Linked DNA regions of Mus musculus: region 2 is linked to region 1. A link is a contact called in public HiChIP or PLAC-seq data. All regions are on one chromosome and are shown on one strand. Each heading gives the region's core, a stretch centred on a gene start, on an enhancer-like site or on the middle of the called end of the contact. The rest is flanking DNA. Distances are from core to core; before and after follow the strand shown. Region 1 holds the start of Eya2 (EYA transcriptional coactivator and phosphatase 2). Region 2 overlaps Eya2 (EYA transcriptional coactivator and phosphatase 2).

What was found. HiChIP or PLAC-seq counts read pairs in DNA pulled down with a chosen protein or histone mark.
Region 2: a contact with region 1 is called in an HNF4G HiChIP or PLAC-seq map of pancreatic cancer cells. The contact joins the enhancer-like site here to the promoter of Eya2 in region 1. A contact is called at or near these places in 1 of 15 datasets of contacts at CTCF or cohesin (CD8 T cells), 3 of 484 Hi-C or Micro-C datasets (embryonic stem cells and uterus), 3 of 115 datasets of contacts at active chromatin or transcription factors (embryonic stem cells and pancreatic cancer cells) and 2 of 9 other capture datasets (adipose tissue and liver).

Annotation. Positions count from the first base shown.
Region 1 is chr2:165,593,550-165,596,308 of GRCm38.p6, forward strand. Eya2 (EYA transcriptional coactivator and phosphatase 2) reads left to right here and starts at 1,479. Exons shown (of 16, transcript NM_001271963.1): 1 at 1,479-1,715.
Region 2 is chr2:165,631,902-165,634,601 of GRCm38.p6, forward strand. All of the region lies in intron 1 of Eya2 (EYA transcriptional coactivator and phosphatase 2), which reads left to right. Among named protein-coding and RNA genes, the nearest start is that of Eya2, 38 kb to the left of the region's middle. Within about 2 kb of position 1,355, at least 30 of the 459 cell types and tissues checked have an H3K27ac peak or open chromatin away from gene starts, as enhancers often do. A contact at or near this core is called in pancreatic cancer cells and uterus, where this site is marked.

The DNA.
Region 1 (2,759 bases), core at 229-2,728:
GTGGTGGGAAGGAAACAGATAAGACGGGAGACAGAGCCAGCAATGCCAGAGCCTGACCCATCTACACTTGGGGACCCCTTTTAAAGAATTACACATACAGGTGATTATCTCTCTAAATCAAGGAAAGGGTTCACAACTGGTTCCGACTTGATTTGATTTTTTGTGTATGAGCATCCTGCTTGTACGTATGTCTGTGTACCATGTGCAGGCCTGGTTAGGATAGCTATTAGCTGCCATGTGAGTTCTGGGAACTTAACCAGGGTCTTCTGCAAGAGTAACAGGACCCTTAACTGTCGAGCTATCCCTCCAGCCCCTAGTTTTATTTTTATTGTCTGTATTTGGGGGGGGGGGGGGGAATTGTGCATGTGAGTGCAGTGCTTGCAGAGGCCAGCAGAGGGCATCAGATCTTCTAGAGCAGGAGCTTCTGGAACAAGTCAGAGTTCAGAGTCACCTAATCTATCCTGAGCACAGCTAGAGAAGCCAAAAGAAGCTGGCGTGTGTAAACTTGGAATAGATCTTTCACCTCTGGGGTCCAGCTGAGGCCCATTTCTAGTTTCCCACTAGGGACTCATAAGGGGCCCAGAGACTGACTGGTTTGGCTAAGGGACCCAAAGCCTGACTTGGAGACACCTGAAGTCCCAGTATCTGAGCAGCAGCAGTAGTAATCTGAAGCCAGCTGAGCCCCCATAAGGGAGGCACTGGGACTGGGGAATGGCATAGTCATTAAAGCACCATGCTAGCAGAAGGGCTTGAGTTCAGATCCCCAGTAGCTAAGTAAAATGCTAGGCGTGGCAGCAGGTGCCTATAATGCGTCGCCTAAGAGGCAGAGGCAGGAGGATCCCTGGAGCAAGCTTGCTGGCCAGCCCCTCCAGCTGAATCCTGAATCAAAAACCTCCATCTTCAAAAAGAAACCTTGCGTTGGGGGGTGGGGGGAGAGCTATTGACAAAAACAGTACTGCTGACCTCTGGCCTAATACATACACGCTCACCCTCACACTCACACTTTCCTGTAATTGAGGTGACACCTCCACAGAGACATCTTCCTGGACCGCTCTGCTGCCCGGCCACCCACAAGCCCTTCTTTCCCTCTCCTTGGTATTTACAACTTTCTTCAGCTGCCTTTTTCCCTGGATTCTTTGTTCGTGATTCCCACTCTCAACGTGGATGCAAAGTTCCAGGATGACAGAAAACGAGTTGGTCTTATTGTAGTGGAGCAGTTGACCAGGCACGGACAGTCGAGTGGATGGAGGATGGATGGATGAATGAATGAATGGATGGATGGATGGATGGATGGATGGATAGATAGATAGATAGATAGATAGATGATGGGTGGGTGGATGATGGGCGGATGAATGCATGTGTGCGGTCCCCGTCTGCGCTGCTGACTCTCTGGGGCCGCGCCTGGCCACGGTGAGGACGCTGCGGGGCCGGGAGGCGGCGTGGGCGTCGCCGCAGGGAGGAGGCCGGCGCGTCCCTCCTCCGGGAGCGCAGCGGCGGCAGCGAGAGCAGCGCGCACTGCAGGGCCGACTCCCCGCCCGGAGCCAGCGCCGCGCCCCGCGGCCCCCACGCACGGCGCGGCCCGGCGGGGGCGCAGGAGACCCGCGGCCGGGACAGGGGGCCGGTCCCCGGCACAGGAGGCTGCCGCAGCCCTGCGACATTCGCTCCGCGTGCCATCTCCCGGCCTGGCCCGCTCGGGACGACTCTGCACTGTGCGGGTGAGTACCGCGCTCGGGGACACCGGGTGGGACCGCGTCTCCCGGGGACCCCGTAGACACTAAAGGAGCGGAAACTCGGCCGCCGGCAGCAGATCCAGTCTTGAGATCCCTTTGGGTCTCAGGGCCTCAGTTTCCCCTTGTGTTCCAGGTGAGGGGGGGTGCGGGGCGCAGTGACTGAAGTTAGCAACTCCAGTGCGCCGGACAAGTGCAGGACGCGGCCGGGTCTCTGCGTTTGGTTTGTTGTTTGGCCTCGGAGGAGACTCAGGAGACTCGTGCTGAATCTCGGATTGTACCCAAAGGATCCAAGAGACAAGCTGATGTCCGAAGGCTGGGGTTGTGGGTGGCCGAGGAGCTGTGCAACTCGCTGGAACTTGGGGCCCGTGGCCCAGCCTCCCCCACGTCGATTTTCTTTTGAAAAGTCTTTACTATCCTGTAGCCCGCACTGGTCCAGCTCAGGGCGCTCACTCTGAAGCTGAAACTTAACACAACTTTTCATCAGGACGCTTAGACTGGGTTTCATAGTAAGGGGAGAGCGCGCGGACCTGAGTTACTATAGCCAGGCAGCTGTGGACTAGCCCTAGCTGCTTCATTGCATTTCAAACAGCTCTCACGCTCACGGAGTATTAGGGAAGCAGGACTGGGAGAGGTGTCCCATCGCTAAAGCCTCAAAGTGCTTTCTTTACTCCGCAGTTGAATGTGAGATTTTCTTGCAAGGCACATTGGGCCCCAAAACCATCCCAGGGCTCAGACTTGACAGCCCTCGCTCCTTGCCTGTGGAAAAAGCAAGGCAGAAACGCTATCGCCTATCCTCCCTCCCTCTTCCCGCCTCAGTCTGAAATGCTACATAACTTTTAACGACTTTAAGTATATATAATATATAACGCGATATTATATATAAATATGTCGTGCGAGGTACAGAAGCCACTCCTGGTGGGAAGGTTTAACGAAGTGAGAGAAAGTACTAGGATTTACAAACACCAGGGAAGCATTTGAATTATGTCTGAGTCGGGAACTCCCGCCCCAAGGAAACTATAACTGGGGACA
Region 2 (2,700 bases), core at 105-2,604, 38 kb after region 1:
GCTATCACCTTCTCTTGGCATGGAGAGAATATACAGCCCTCACAGATGTGTTAATGAGAAGTACGCTAACGTGCCCTCGGGTATGGCCCTCCATGGGCAGACAGGAGCAGTGCAGGCCCCAAGGAGGCTGCAGCTGGAGTTTGCACAAGAGGTTCCATCTGGAAGATGGGCTTGAATGGTCTCAGCCCGTGTTGCTTCCGGCTTATACCTCATGCTTCTGTTGGCCACAGCACCTGTCTGGGTGGAGCATCAGGGCAGAAGCAAAGGAGGCTGGCGTGTGCGTGGTCCCCGTTCCCTTCCTCCTTCCTTCCCAAAGCAGGAAGAAAATGAACCCACACTGGCGGCCTCCTTTGTGCCTGGGTAAAATACCTCCCAGGCAGGAAGCCGTCCACACACTCCATTTTTTATCTTCCTGGGCCTCTGTGGTGTGTGTGCCTTGTGTGTGCATGCATGGGAAGGCTGGGGGTCAGTGGGGTGAGTCTTTTTTCTATTGCTGTCTAGTTTTGTTTTGTTTTGTTTTGTTTTGTTTCATCTCATTTTCAGACAAGATCTCTCCCTGAACTCAGAGCTCACCAACTGGCAAGACCAGCTGGTCAGAGAGTTGCAGGCATCCTTCTGTCTCCACCTCCTTGGTGCCACCATGCCCAGCATTTCATTTAGGTTCGAGGGATTGGAACTCAGGTCCTCGCACTTACCCACCAAGCTGCACCTTACCCACGGAGCCATCCCTCCCCCAACACCCCCTCCCTACTGCTCTTTCCTGGGGGTGGGGGGGTCATTTTTTTCTTCCTGGCATAGGGAGTTGACTGTATTCAACAACAGTGCCCCCTCCCTCCATTTTTCCCTATGTCTGGGAATGGTTGTGACAGAAAGCAGCTTTATTGCAGTCCGTTGGTCCAAACAGGAAGAGTTGTAGCTCGGTGGTCCTGGGAGTCAGTCCGTGTGTATGATTCAGACAGCTTTTCCAGACCCAGGGACAAGGGTCGGGAGGTGGGGTGGGGACAAGATGTCAAAGGTTCCATCTGGAGTGGTCATCTGATGCTGTGGCCATTGCTTAGAGCTGTACTGGCGTTGGGACAACGACAGCCTTGGCCTCTTGCTAGGTGGTGCAGAAGGTGACCCGACCTATGCGCAGCTGGGATCAGCAGGAGCTGGGCTGGCACCTGCTCTGCTTGAGGCTCTGTTCACTTCAGCTCTTTCATCTCTGATCTGGGAGGAAAGACAAGACCGGCTCCTGCCAGCTCTCCAGAAAACTCTCTGAACTCTTGGCTGTGTCACTCCTCCTCAGAGGACCTGGCACTCTCGGAATATTCTGGCACTGCTTGCTGGGCTATGTCTCAAGTATTGCCCGGCCTCCAGAAGAATGCTGAGTCGTAAGAGGCCCAGCTAGCAGGAAGGGGTGTGGAGGCAAAGACACTCCTTGGTCACCCTGCCCCACAGTAAGCAGCAGGAAAGTCCCCGGTCCTTGGTAGTCTCACCTTCTGGACCTCAGCCACCTCACCTGTCAAATGGGGTCCTAGGCATCTTCACCCCAACAGCACGGGGGATGTGGCACTGTCACCTGGATACAGGCTGTAAGTAAATAGAGCCTGGTTACACTTAAGAGCTCTTTAAGGGTTGGCCAAGTAGAGTCACGGTGGCTGGGTACTGGGGACAAGCTGATGGCATCCTGAAAGCTCAGGTTTCCTGTCTTTAACCAACATTACGACATCTCCAGTTCATGGGAAAAGGACCCATTTGCCCGCTGCCCAGTGTGTACCACAGAGGCACCACCTGGTTTTAAGACTTGGGCCTTTCACAACACTGGCCACTGAGAGGCCAGATAGACCTTGTTTCTTTGGTCTGAGAATACTCTAGATACTGAGTCCTTTAGAGTCTTGGTTGATGGTTTGAGATGTGGGGCGCTCTTCACCTCTGGGCACGATGTAATGAGGGGCTGTGTCTTTGCTCTGTCTGCCTCATCTTGTGCAGCAGTCCCTGGCTGGACGCGGCTGGGCTCAGCCAGCTTTGAAGACGTCCCTCAGCTCTTTGACGGGGAGGTGAGGGTACCAAGACAATCTAGCTAGGCCACCAGCTGTTGATAGTGGGCCCTGGAGAGGTTCTGAAATGCAGAAAATACTGAGATGGCTTACCTGAGCTTCTGGAAGACTCGGTGTGTGGGATCCCATGTGCTTAGGACAAGGATAGCCTCAGCACTCAGGCTAAGCACTGTTGGATGTATGTGGTGTGTGTGTGTGTGTGTGTGTGTGTGTGTGTGTACATGTGTATGCATGTGTAAGCATGTGTATGCATGTGTAAGCACTGTTGGATGTATGTGGGGTGTGTGTGTGTGTGTGTGTGTGTGTGTGTGTGTACACATGTGTATGCATGCGCACACTTCCATTTTTGTGTGCGCAGATTCCAGAAGAAGGCATCAGATCCCTTGGAACTGAAATGGCCTCGAGTTTGTCAGATTGGCTGGCCAGCAAACTCCAGGGGCCCTCCCATCTCACCCTTCTCCCCAGAACTTCAGTTACAGGTGTCACGCACGGCACGCATGGCTTTTACAAGGGATAGAACTCAGGTCCCCATGCTTGCTGAGCAGGCACTTTACCAACAGGACCATCTCTCCAGTCCCTTCTTGCAGGGTGTTGAGAGTTAGCAATGGCCTCGGGTCCTGGGTCTCTTTACCTAGCAGATGGTACCAGCTAGCAGCTGAGG